Regions from separate parts of the Sus scrofa genome. Here region 1 is linked to region 2. A link is a contact called in public HiChIP or PLAC-seq data. All regions are on one chromosome and are shown on one strand. Each heading gives the region's core, a stretch centred on a gene start, on an enhancer-like site or on the middle of the called end of the contact. The rest is flanking DNA. Distances are from core to core; before and after follow the strand shown. Region 1 overlaps FBXL7 (F-box/LRR-repeat protein 7). Region 2 holds the start of FBXL7 (F-box/LRR-repeat protein 7).

Region 1 (5,690 bases), core at 294-2,793, 300 kb after region 2:
CCCATGTGTTGAATTGTGGATAAGTCATCCCAAAATTACCTTCCCATGTGTCCACTTAAATGAGTTTTTTGTTTTTTTGTTTTTTTTTTTTTTATTTTCCCACTGTACAGCAAGGGGGTCAGGTTATCCTTACATGTATACATTACAATTACATTTTTCCCCCACCCTTTGTTCTATTGCAACATGAGTATCTAGACATAGTCCTCAATGCTATTCAGCAGGATCTCCTTGTAAATCTATTCTAAGTTGTGACTGATAAGCCCAAGCTCCCGATCCCTCCCACTCCCTCCCCCTCCCATCAGGCAACCACATGTCTCTTCTCCAAGTCCATGATTTTCTTTTCTGAGGAGATGTTCATTTGTGCTGGATATTAGATTCCAGTTATAAGTGATATCATAGGGTATTTGTCTTTGTCTTTCTGGCTCATTTCACTCAGGATGAGATTCTCTAGTTCCATCCATGTTGCTGCAAATGGCATTATGTCATTCTTTTTTATGGCTGAGTAGTATTCCATTGTGTATATATACCACCTCTTCCGAATCCAATCCTCTGTCGATGGACATTTGGGTTGTTTCCATGTCCTGGCTATTGTGAATAGTGCTGCAATGAACATGCAGGTGCATGTGTCTCTTTTAAGTAGAGTTTTGTCTGGATAGATGCCCAAGAGTGGGATTGCGGGGTCATATGGAAGTTCTATGTATAGATTTCTAAGGTATCTCCAAAATGTTCTCCATAGTGGCTGTACCAGTTTACATTCCCACCAGCAGTGCAGGAGGGTTCCCTTTTCTAAATGAGTTTTGACAAAGATAAATACGAAAGCAAAAAGAACATCTCTGGCAGAGCTTGAAAAAAAATAGAGTAAATGACTTAAATTCATATTTTAAAACAGTTTGGAGATGAGGAAGTTAGCAATGGATGTGAAGTTGTTTAAAGATTTTGCGCAGAGAAGTAATGTTGCCACAGCATCATGGATTCCTCTCCTACACTGGGGCTCATGTGCGAGGATGGGTGTTTTGATAATTATCAGGATGGGACATCAGGTATAAAATAGGACTTGCTCAACACCTTGCATACATGGTCACTCTATTCTTTAGGAAGATTAGCCCAGTACAAATCTATGGGTCAGACAGGACTAATCATGGATTGGTAAGTGTGTCTCACAGATACACCGGCTAAAGAGGGTAGGGTCTTACCTGTGTCCAGAAGCCGCTCTGCCCTGGGACAAGTGACAGAATCAGCCTAGAGCACAGTGGGAGGTGAGGGGGATGGTGGGCAGTGATTTGCTATGCAGCCTCCTCAGTCCACCTGTCTGGACCAAAGCTGCCCAATTGTCACATGTGTCCAGTATGAGAAACAAAAACTGATCATTCTGGCACATGGAGTTAGGTCACTCCTCCACCCTGCCTTTAGAGATTCCCCCATACACACACTTTAGCTGACAAATGACCCTAACTGTGCCAGGAAGGAGAGAGCCACGGAGAGGGAAGAACTACGTCCTGGAAGCCCCAAAGAGCTGGCTTGGAGAAGGAAGTGGCCCCACAGTCTGGAGAGGAAAAAGCAGCTACTGTAACCAGTGGGCAGAATTCAGCCCATCCTGAGGCAGTGTAGCAGAGTGCTTAAATGCAGTTTTCTGACAATCCTTGATATTCAGGATTCCTGATGAAGAGAGTTAAACTGCAAACTGGTTTTAAGCAAATTCCCCCTAATACAGGGACTTATTTTTGCCTCAAATCCCTGCTTTTCTTTAACATTTCTGGAAATGGTGTCATCAGTTGAGCTTCCAGATTCATAAGATCCTTTCCAGAAACAACTCCCACTTATTTCTTGTAATCACAAAATACGCAGATGTCTAACAGCAAGGAAGCACTTCAGGGCAGTATCTATGCCAGTGGTTGGAAGGAACCTCTGAGCCTGGCTGGGCAAATCCACATGGCACTCTCCACTCTGAGTTCACAGATCGTCCAGAGCTGGAAATTGTTGGGCTCCGCAGCCCGGTGAAAGCACAGACGATCTGTCAGCTGCGGGGGACTCTGACTCTTTGCTCCGTCGCCCTGTGACCACAGCCTAGGACTTGGCAGTTGAAACACAACAGCTGTTCCAGGTCTGTCAGCAGCAGGGGGCACATCTGTCTTGGAAATGACTCACACACTCTGGAGGACCAATAATTTTTTATTTTCCTCTTTCTCCAAATAAGCTGAAATATCTGTGTGGAAATGATCTAGCCCCTTGCCTGCTTCCTGTGGAGTCCACAATGGGCATTTTTCTTTCAATTTCCTTCTTCATCTTTCTCAGAGTCCTATCAAGTTCTTAAGCTCCCCCTCTAGGTCAAATGTTTCACTTACCAAGTCTTTATATATTTCAGAGGAATCAAATGAACTCTTGAATTTATTTAAAATATATTTCTGGTTGTAAAGCTTTCGGTATCCAGCCGTGTACTTCTGATGGTCAGTGATAGATTTTCCCAGAGCTCCCTCTTCAAGCTCAGCTTAGACTCACCCCTCCCCCATCTCAGTGGACACTGTGGGTGGGGCTGCCTCAGAGTCATACCTTCAGTACCTATTAGAGTGAGAGATGGCAAACTGGGTCCTGAGAATAATGATGGACATGGCATAGCCTTGGACCCTTCCTCTTCCCTAGTAAAACTGAACACATGAATAATAGCAACTTGATAAATTATGATATAAGAGATCTGTCCCAAGTGGCCAGTAACCAGTGGGGATGCTCTTCACCTGGGCTTCCTTTGTAAGGGGAAGCTTGGACACTCCACATAAGCAAGGATTTGAGTGATTTTACACCCTGCTTTTGTTAGTGCTTGCTTAGTTCCTGACACACAGTAGGGACTCAAGGTATAGAATTAATGACAGCATAATTTGTTTTAATTTTATTATGTGCACAAGTGTGTGTGTGCACACACACTCAAAACAAACACGCATGCAGTGGCTTGATGTGGGAATCACAATTTCCAGATCAAAAACTGAACTTGGGCTGCAGTAGTGAAAGCACCAAATCCTAATCATTAAACCACCCTTTTTTTTTTTTTTTTTTTGTTATTTAGGGCCACACCCATGGCATATGAAAGTTCCCAGGCCAGGGGTAGAATTGGACCTGCAGTTGCAGGCCTCTACCACAGCCACAGCAATTCGGATCCAAGCCAAGTCTTCGACCTACACCACAGCTCACCACAACGCTGGATCCTTAACCCACTTGGTGAAGCTAGGGATCAAACTCATATCCTCATGATTACTAGTTGGGTTCGTTACCATTGAGCCACAATGGGAACTCCCTGACATTACAATTTGTGAGCTTATGTAGGGGTATTTTGTGCTGCTAACCACTACTTTTCAAAATTCATGTGGGTACCTGTTAAAAAGCCTGCCTTCATTAACGATATCATTTTGCCCATCCTGGATCTCTGAAGACAGCTGGCTATTATTTTCACCCAATAAACTATCCAAACCTCAGCCATTTTCTTGGAGTGGAACTCACAGAAGGAACCTCTACCTTAGTATTAAACCACCATTGTGGGTTTAACTGTGAAGAAATGTTTTCTTGCTAGTGGGCAGCAAATAATCATCATCATGTGAAGCTGCTATACGTAACAATAATGTGTCAGTGTGCCTGTATCACAAACATCTGTATAATTGCATATTCCAAAGCAGACAATGTATGCATATTTGAGGGATGGTTTATGCAGATGGTTACTTGAATGTTGAACTTCAGTACTGCCCGTGGGAAATCTTCACCCCCACAGAGCTTCGGGGTTACCACGAAAGGAACTGTCCCCCCACCGCATCCCACCCCCGCCCCCACCACTTATTTTGCCAGGCCGTCATCATGGTGGCTAAGAGCTTGGGATCCAGGGCTTTCTGCTGTGGCATAGTGGGTTAAGAATCTAACTGCAGCGGCTTAGGTCTCTGTGGAGACAAGGGTTTGATCCCTGGCCAGATGAAGTGGGCTTAAAGGATCTGAAATTTCCACAGCTGCTGTGTAGGTCCCAGAACTTCCAAATGTGGCCATAAAAATTTTTTTAAATTTAAAAATTAAAAAAAAAACAAACCTGGAAATAAAAAGAGCTTGGGATCTGGATTGGAATCCTAATTGGTAACCCTCCTTGAAACTTACTTCATCCCCCCCGAAAAAAGTGGCCACTAATAGAATCGACTTCATAGAGAGTTACTGTTATGGCTCAGCATAAATGAATCTGACTAGCATGCATGAAGATGCAGGTTCTATCCCTGGCCTTCCTCAGTGGGTTAAGGATCCAATGTTGCCATGAAGTGTGATGTAGGTCACAGACACGGCTCAGATCCCTCATTGCTATGGCTGTGGTGTAGGCCAGCAGCTACTGCTCCAATCAACCCCTAGCCTGCCTGGGAACCTTCATAGGGCTGTTAGGGTAGATTAAATTTGATAGAGTACATAAAGATTTTAGCACAGGGCCTAATACAGAGTCAATGCTGAATAATTATTAGCCATTAATATTATTATCTCTAGGGAGTTCCCTTTGAGGCTCAGCAGAAAACTACCCCACTAGAATCCATGAGGGTGTGGGTTCAATCCCTGGTCCCACGTAGTGAGTTAAGGATCTGGAATTGCTGTGAGCTGTGGTGTAAGTTGCAGACATGGCTTGGGTCCCAAATTGCTGTGGCTGTGGCTATGTCTGGCAGCTGTGGCTCTGATTTGACCCTTAGCCTGGGAACTTCCATATGCCACAGGTATGGCCCTAAAAGCAAAAAGGAAAGAAAGAAATGATTATCTCTAGCGTCTCAAAGAGAAAATAATATTAAAATAATCATTTGCACATATAAATGCTTGATACTCTGAGAAAGATCAAATCATTTAAAGCAAAAGAAATAGCTTTAAACTTTTTGAAAGACAAGCAATAGCTAGACTCTAACAATAGAGGAAAGGAACTAGGATTATTCAGTTCATCAGTGCAAAGATCTGAGACAGGAAACTGAAATGGAAGGCAAAAGAGGAAAAAAGATGACTTGAAAAAGCTTTCATTTTGCATAAACTAAATCATGTTGATGAGTCCACTTGAAACACAGTATCTGAGTGTTACCATCTTTTGTCAGCCAAAATTGCAAACCCTGACTTTGTTGCAACCCAAAATACTTTGTTGCCCAGTTTAGCAAATAGCACTCTAATCTATTTTGGTATATATATAGTCTATTTAATACATATCAGTAAAGAAATCAGATGGTAAAGAGCCATAGTTTTCATTTTATGCAAAAATAATAGGGGGAAATGTTTTATATTGAAATGAATTCAAAACAATGTTTTCTAGATCTCTCTCATCACAAGTAATACTAAGAAGGTGCATAAATGTATATTGTTGAATAGTAATTATCCATAAAGCTTATTTAGTATTAAAAAGAATAAAACATGAAACATTAATGTGAGTTCCATGTTTTATTTTCATCATTATTTGCTCTGCCTTGGATTTGTTTAGTGAAAGCTGTAATGTTGTGGTTCAGCTGCCACTACCTTTTTCTCTTATATCACTTATCAAAACTGAAATGAAATAATAAATTGTATCAATATTTGTTTAATACTTCTTCCTCTCCTCCCAGCTCTGAAGTCCATGAGGCACATGTGCGTGGCTTTTTCCATATGTCCTCTATGTAGCACAGTTCTTAGTAAGTGGTAGGCATTTTAACAGGTGAAGCAAATGATCAAACAAGATG
Region 2 (6,428 bases), core at 3,611-6,110:
TTAGGATGCTTTGCCTAAATCATTCAGTGCTGAGTGGATGCAGATATTAATCTGGTTAACACTAAGAAATCGATGATCATTAAGGCTTTTGTGTAGGGAATATATGTGTAAGAAGGGGAATATATGTGTAAGAAGAGGAAATGGGAAGTGTTGTCAATCGTAGTAGAACAAGTATATGCAGAGATAGTTCCTGTGGTGAGAAAAGGATTTCTCTGTTCAAATTACACTTTTAATTTTGAGATAATTGTAGTTTTACTTGCATTTCTAAGAAATAACATGAAGGGATCCAATTTACCCCAACTTAGCTTCCTCCGATGATAAAAGTCTGCAAAACTGTGGTATAATTATCACAACCATGATGCTGACATGGTTATAGTCAAGATCCAGAACATTTCCATTCTTCATGTGCCCTTTTATAACCACACCCACTTCCCTTCTGAACCCATCTTAGTCCATTCAGCCACAGATCAGTTCTCCTTTTTAAAATAAATTTACCATTTCAAGATTTGGGAAGTTTTTAGCCATTATTTCTGAAGTGGTTCAGGTCTTCCCTCTCTCTGCTTTCCACTGGATACTCTGAAGACACAAATGTTAGATTTTTTTTTTTTTTTTTTTGGTCTTTTTAGGGCTGCACCTGAGGCATATGGAAGTTAGGGGTTGAATCGGAACTGCAGCTGCTGGCCTACACCACAGCCACAGCAACATAGAATCCAAGCCACAACTGTGATCTACACCATAGATCGGGGCAATGCTGGATCCTTAACCCTCTGAGTGAGGCCAGGGATGAATCTGTGTCTTCATGGATACTAGTCAGGTTCATTATTGCTGAGCCCCAATGGGAACCCCAAATGTTAGATTTTTTATCATATTACCCAGTATCCCTGGGATTCAGTCATTTTTTCAATCTGTTGTCTCCTTGTTATTCAGATTAGGTAATATCTATTGTTCTGTCTTCCAATTCACTGATTCTCTCCTCTGCCTCTTTCTTCCTGCTGTTCAGCCCATCTACTAAGCTTTTCTTTTTCAGTTAATATATTTTTCATTTCTAAAATTCCCATTTGGTTCTTTTTCATATCTTCTGTTCTTTGCTTTCTGTTTTGTTTTTGTTTTTGTTTTTCCAATTATTATAAGCATTTTAAATTGTTTGTTGAAGTATTTTTTCATGGCTTTAAAATCTTTGTCAGACAATTCTAATATTTCTGGCATCTTGGTATGGTTGTCTGCTGATTGTCTTTTCCATTCATTTTGAAATCTTCCTGGTTCGTGGTATAATGAGGGATTTCCCACTGAAACCTGGACATTTTCATGTGATATCGTGAGACTATGAGTGTTATTTAAACCTTCTGTTTTAACTGTGCCACTTTATACCTAGTAGGTGGAAGTGGAATTTCAAGTTCCTCATTCAACTTCTAGTGACAATTACAGGTAAGGGGGTTCCTTCTCACTGCTGGTGGTGTGAGAGTTCTAGCTCCCCACCTGGTCTCCACTGACACTCTAGTAGGGGTGGCCCTCTGACTCTTGGATAATAGTAAAAGGCCTGACTCTCCCCTGATACCACTCTAGGGAGGGGGGAGGCAGTTGCTACTCCTATACTGTCAGGGCAGGTGGATGTGTGATTGGGTCATCTTGACCTTGGGCCACCACTTAACCAGGAAGAAGACCACCACCACCATAACTGACAAGTTCCCACAGGAAGCCTGCTGCAGTTGGAATTTGGGTAAAAATTTCCCAAAGAACAGGAACTGGTATCCCCAGAGCAAAGAGGAAAGGCCACTGGATAAAGAAAACAAAAAAACAAAATGCAAAACACAAAACAAAACAAAAAGCAGTGCCTGGTACAATATTATCCAATTTTGGGTTGATTTAGAATGTATGCTTGTTTTTCAAATATTTTCAGTGATTATGGCTTCTTAAAAAAGACAGGGAGAGGAAATGGAACAACATTCTAATCATTTTATCTCTGTCCAACATTCATTCCTTCTGCAGGTTTTTACTGAGTGACTACATTGTGTTAGGAACTGTACTGGCTTTGAGAAGCCATTGGTGAAAAACCCATCATCTTTTCCTCAAGAATCTTACAAATGTGTATTGAAAGGTGAGGGTTTAGGTTTGGTGTCTGAGTAAAAAGACTGGAAATTTTTTTTTTGCTGAAATCACATATTTGTACAGTACCTTACTTTTGACATTTAAAACATATATACATGTGAATGCACCTTTATTTTAAGCAGAAGTAGTCTTTTCTATCTTTTTGTGTAACTCTTCCCCAAGATTTTACAGTGACTATTAATAGTTTATAATCAGGAGGATGTGCAAAATCAAGTTAGTGTTTTCTCTATTTTGTTTTATATTGGAACTTTTCAAACTAGATTGTCTCTCTTCCCCTTGATGGCAGGCAATAGAGCCTTGAAAATAGTTGGAGACCTTAATTTCAATGGAGATAAATGTCCTACAATTTACTTTTCACTATTAGCTTTGTTCTGAGATTAAAATCTTGGAAGGTGACTCCACCAAAAAGAAGGGACGTGACTCCAAGTTGAATAAAGGCCAGATCAAGAGAGGCAGAGGGGTGGGAGGAGGGGGCCTGATAATCTGAATTCATTTGACATTTACCAAGTGGATGACTCTAGATATTTCAAGCTGAAGTTTGAGCTTCAGTTTCTTCTCTTGTCACTTACCAGATTTGTAGACCTTGAAAGAGGGACAGAGAGGATTAGGGAGACAGCAGTCTCTAAAAAAGCAAGTTGTTGACTTAACACCAAATATTAGGATGAGTGTCCATCACTACATTGCTTTATAGTGGGTTAATCTTCAACCAAGTCTCCAAAATGACCTGAATCAGGGTTAGATCCAGGGCAATTTCTAAATAGTGATGGTAAATCACTAGGATCCAGTGAGCAGAGACCCAGTTTGGATGAAGAAAATGTGACATCTGCTCATTTCTAGTTTGGCTTTATATTTCAGGTGGAGTCTCTGAAAACCCATTTAAGTCTTCCACATTTTAGACACCCTTATTTCCTATATATTAGGCCCGGGACATAAGTTTTTATTTTAAATCAACAGACACGGGAAACATCATTGGCCAGGTAGTGTGCTAGATTACGTATATGAAAGGATGACTTGAAATACTGCTCTTAATCTCTTTAGACTGAGACAGCTGAAATGTTATCAATACAATACAAAACTATTGAACCCTGTCCTTAAAAATAATGAATTATTATTTTTCTTTTAATATATGATCTCTGAGAACAGTAAATCTAGATTTTTAAAAATTTGAAATGTGGAGTTCCCCTCGTGGCACAGGGGAAACGAATCCGACTAGGAACCATAAGGTTGTGGGTCTGATCCTTGGCCTCACTCAGTGGGTTAAGGATCCAGCATTGCCACAGGCTGTGGTGTAGGTGGCAGATGTGGCTCAGATCCGGTGTTGCTGGGGCTGTGGTGTAGGCTGGCGGCTGTAGTTCCGATTGGACTCCTAACCTGGGAATCTCCATGGCTGTGGGTGCGGCCCTAAAAAGAAAAAATTGAAACATGATATTTTGTCTTATCTTTAAGAAAGAAAATGTACTAAATTAAAGGAAATTAACCCAATAGAACCTACAGAATATCAAGTCACTAACAATCTCTGCTCGTGGTCCCAAGCCTTTTAAGAAAAAGGTAATTAAACAAAAATCCTGGGAGTTCGCATAGTGGCTTACTGGTTAACGAAGCCAGCTAGCATCCTTGAGGACGTGGGTTGGATCCCTGGCCTTGCTCAGTGGGCTAAGGATCTGGCATTGCCATGAGCTGTGGTCTAGCTCAAAGACGCGGCTCAGATGCTGTGTTGCTGTAGCTCTGGCGTAGGCAGGCAGCTACAGCTCCGATTCCACCCCTAGCCTGGGAATCTCCATATGCCTGTGGCCCTGAAAGACCAAAAAAAAAAAAAAAAAAAAAAAAAAAAAAAAATCCTGGGTCTCCACTCGATATATATATGTAAAATTCACGTTTAATTTAACTTAAAACATCTAACACCTATAAGGAGAAACTGTGCTGTGTGCTTGTCTCCCTGCAAAGTAATTCAAAGAACTAATCTGCGCTGTGAATGTCTCGGTCTTTATTAAGATGCACATACTATAAAATTCAAGGTATTTATACGGAAAGGAATAAAACATTAAGAAGAATTTCCTTTTTCCATTTAAACGAGGGAACACCAAAAGGCCATTTTAAGACTCTAGAAGTGCCATATAAATCTCCAAAAGAGGTTGTAATGGATTAAACAAAGGGTAACACCAACCACAAGGAAAAAAATCATTGAAACAGGCAGAAAATACACTTCCTGGCTCGGAAGCTCTTAAAAGTTCTGAGCCAGGAAACCTCCTGCACCGGGGCGGGGAATGTCTTTGGCTCGGCGGTGCCTCCCTGCTAAGTTCCCCTAAAGTTTTCCCTCCCTCGCTCCTCCATTCCCAGCCCCAGTCCCCGAACGAACGTGGGAGCCACAGGAGGATGCCAGCACAAGCACCTGAAGTTGTCAGACAGAATCAGCCTCTAATGCGTGTTTATGTTAGACGCCCCCACATCTAAAACAGGCCATATTTGCAGGCAAACCCAAGGGATTTCAAAAGACGATTTTATCATATTAATTAGGGGCCCAGCCTGTAAAAGAACAATAGTCAAATAGAGCCAAGAGCACGTTCCTTCGCTCAACGCCAATTCGCTGGCGGCGAGCAGGGCCCGCGCCGAGGCCGGGGCCGGAGCTCCAGCCCCAAAAAGGCGCGCTGCCCCTTTAAAAGGCCGCGCATCTCCGGGCCGGCCTTCCTCCCGGGGGCTCCAGCTGTGATTGACGCTGGGCGGCGAGAGGAGGCGCCTGGCGCTAACAAAAGTCCGGCCCTTGGGCGAGCGGCGCCGGGCCCTGAGTCTCTGCTCGCTCCGGGCACCCGCAACAAGTGGCCGCCGCGCCCTCCCGGGGAAGCCGCGGGTGCGCAGGGGCGCCAGGAGGAGGCAGCGGAGCTCAGGAGCCCCGGCCACCCGCGCGGCTTAGAGCCCACCGCAGGGGGATCGGGGCGGGCGGATGGGGACCCGGCGGCGGCGACGCGGCGAGCCTCTGGGCGGCCCCGGGGCGCGGGCTCTCAGCGACGCTGCGCCCGCCGGCCCCGAACGCGGATTCTAAGGGCGGCGGCTGCCCCCGGCCCCACCCGGCGCCGTCGGGGGTGCCAGCAGGGAACAGAGCGCCCCCTCCCACCGGCGTGCAGGGGTCGCCCCCGGCCGGAGTTCGGTGCCGGAGCGTGGGGTATGCGCAGCTAACGATCCCGTCGGGCGGGCTTTCCTCTGGCGGAGCGCGCAGGCGGTGCGCCCCAGCTATGGAGTGTCCGGGAGACGGCGGGCATGACGGCAGCAGGATGGGCGCGAACAATGGCAAACAGTACGGCAGTGAGGGTGAGTGGGCCGCCCGTCTTCACACTCCCGTTTCGCACCCCCCCTTCCCCTCGCCCTTCAGTCCGAGAAGGAAGGTTCTCGCACGCTGCCGGGGCGCACCCCCACTTGGCACCGGTCTGGGCCATCACCTTCCCCTTTGGCACTGAGTGCTTCGGCGCCCGGAGAATGCTTTCCTCCCGCGGGGGTCGCTTTAAGCAACTTCCCAGGTTGTCTTTGGGACGGCCCGAGTTGTCTATCTGCAGTGTTTCTGAACACACGTGCCTCAACTTTCCTTCTCTGGGCATCTGGGGTTTAGGACGGTGGTTTGGCGGATGGCGGAAGACGTTTTGGAAAAACAGCATAGTGAAAACTTTCTCAGGCCTTTGTGCACCGGTCCCCTGGACTCTCCTGTAGCAGGAAAAACTTCTGGAAGAAGTTAAGTTTCCATTTTCTGCTCACTGCCCCCGAGCTGACAGCTTCGTGAAACTGACCACCTAGGGGCCATGCAAGGCGAGGAGTGACGGGGGGCTTTGTCTGGGCGCTCTCCCTGCTTGAGACGGGCAAAGGACCATCTGTTACGTGGGGCTGGAAATTGCACAGAAATATTGCCTGTCAAGTGGGAACTTGGAAGTTGGGGAAACTTGAAACTCCACCTCCTCCTAAAAGGATGATGGATGTGTGGGTTGGCTTCTCCCTCGCCCCTCCTCCCCCTCTTTGCATAAAACCGTAGTGTTGTAACCCAGTTGATTAACAGCATGCCCCTGATAGGCATACAGCAAAAGCGTTTCCCACAGTTGAGAAATTGGGAAGGTTTGTCTTTAGTGAACTTGGCTGGAGGGTAGTGGAAGAGACAGGGTCGGTTTTGCAGCCCGCCCCCAGAGGACTGGCGGTCAGAAACAGGGTCCAGCGCCTGCAGACTGGTAGGAATGCAGAATGGCTACTCAGCATGTGGTGTTAGGGAAACTCCTATCATCCTGTTCAAAACTTTGAGCTTCGGCCCCCGAATGTGGCTGCCTCTCCCCTGTTTTTGTCTGTGTTCC

What was found. HiChIP or PLAC-seq counts read pairs in DNA pulled down with a chosen protein or histone mark.
Region 1: an H3K27ac HiChIP or PLAC-seq map of skeletal muscle shows a contact between it and region 2, with 10 times the contacts expected there. The contact joins the enhancer-like site here to the promoter of FBXL7 in region 2. A contact is called at or near these places in 5 of 47 Hi-C or Micro-C datasets (fetal heart ventricle, heart right ventricle, retroperitoneal adipose tissue and 2 more) and 1 of 2 datasets of contacts at active chromatin or transcription factors (skeletal muscle).

The regions. Positions count from the first base shown.
Region 1 is chr16:5,083,793-5,089,482 of Sscrofa11.1, forward strand. The region is part of intron 2 of FBXL7 (F-box/LRR-repeat protein 7); the gene reads left to right. Among named protein-coding and RNA genes, the nearest start is that of FBXL7, 300 kb to the left of the region's middle. Within about 2 kb of position 1,544, at least 16 of the 83 cell types and tissues checked have an H3K27ac peak or open chromatin away from gene starts, as enhancers often do. A contact at or near this core is called in retroperitoneal adipose tissue, skeletal muscle and subcutaneous adipose tissue, where this site is marked.
Region 2 is chr16:4,779,592-4,786,019 of Sscrofa11.1, forward strand. It overlaps FBXL7 (F-box/LRR-repeat protein 7), which reads left to right and starts at 4,861. Exons shown (of 4, transcript XM_003133850.6): 1 at 4,861-5,409. The coding sequence starts at 5,334.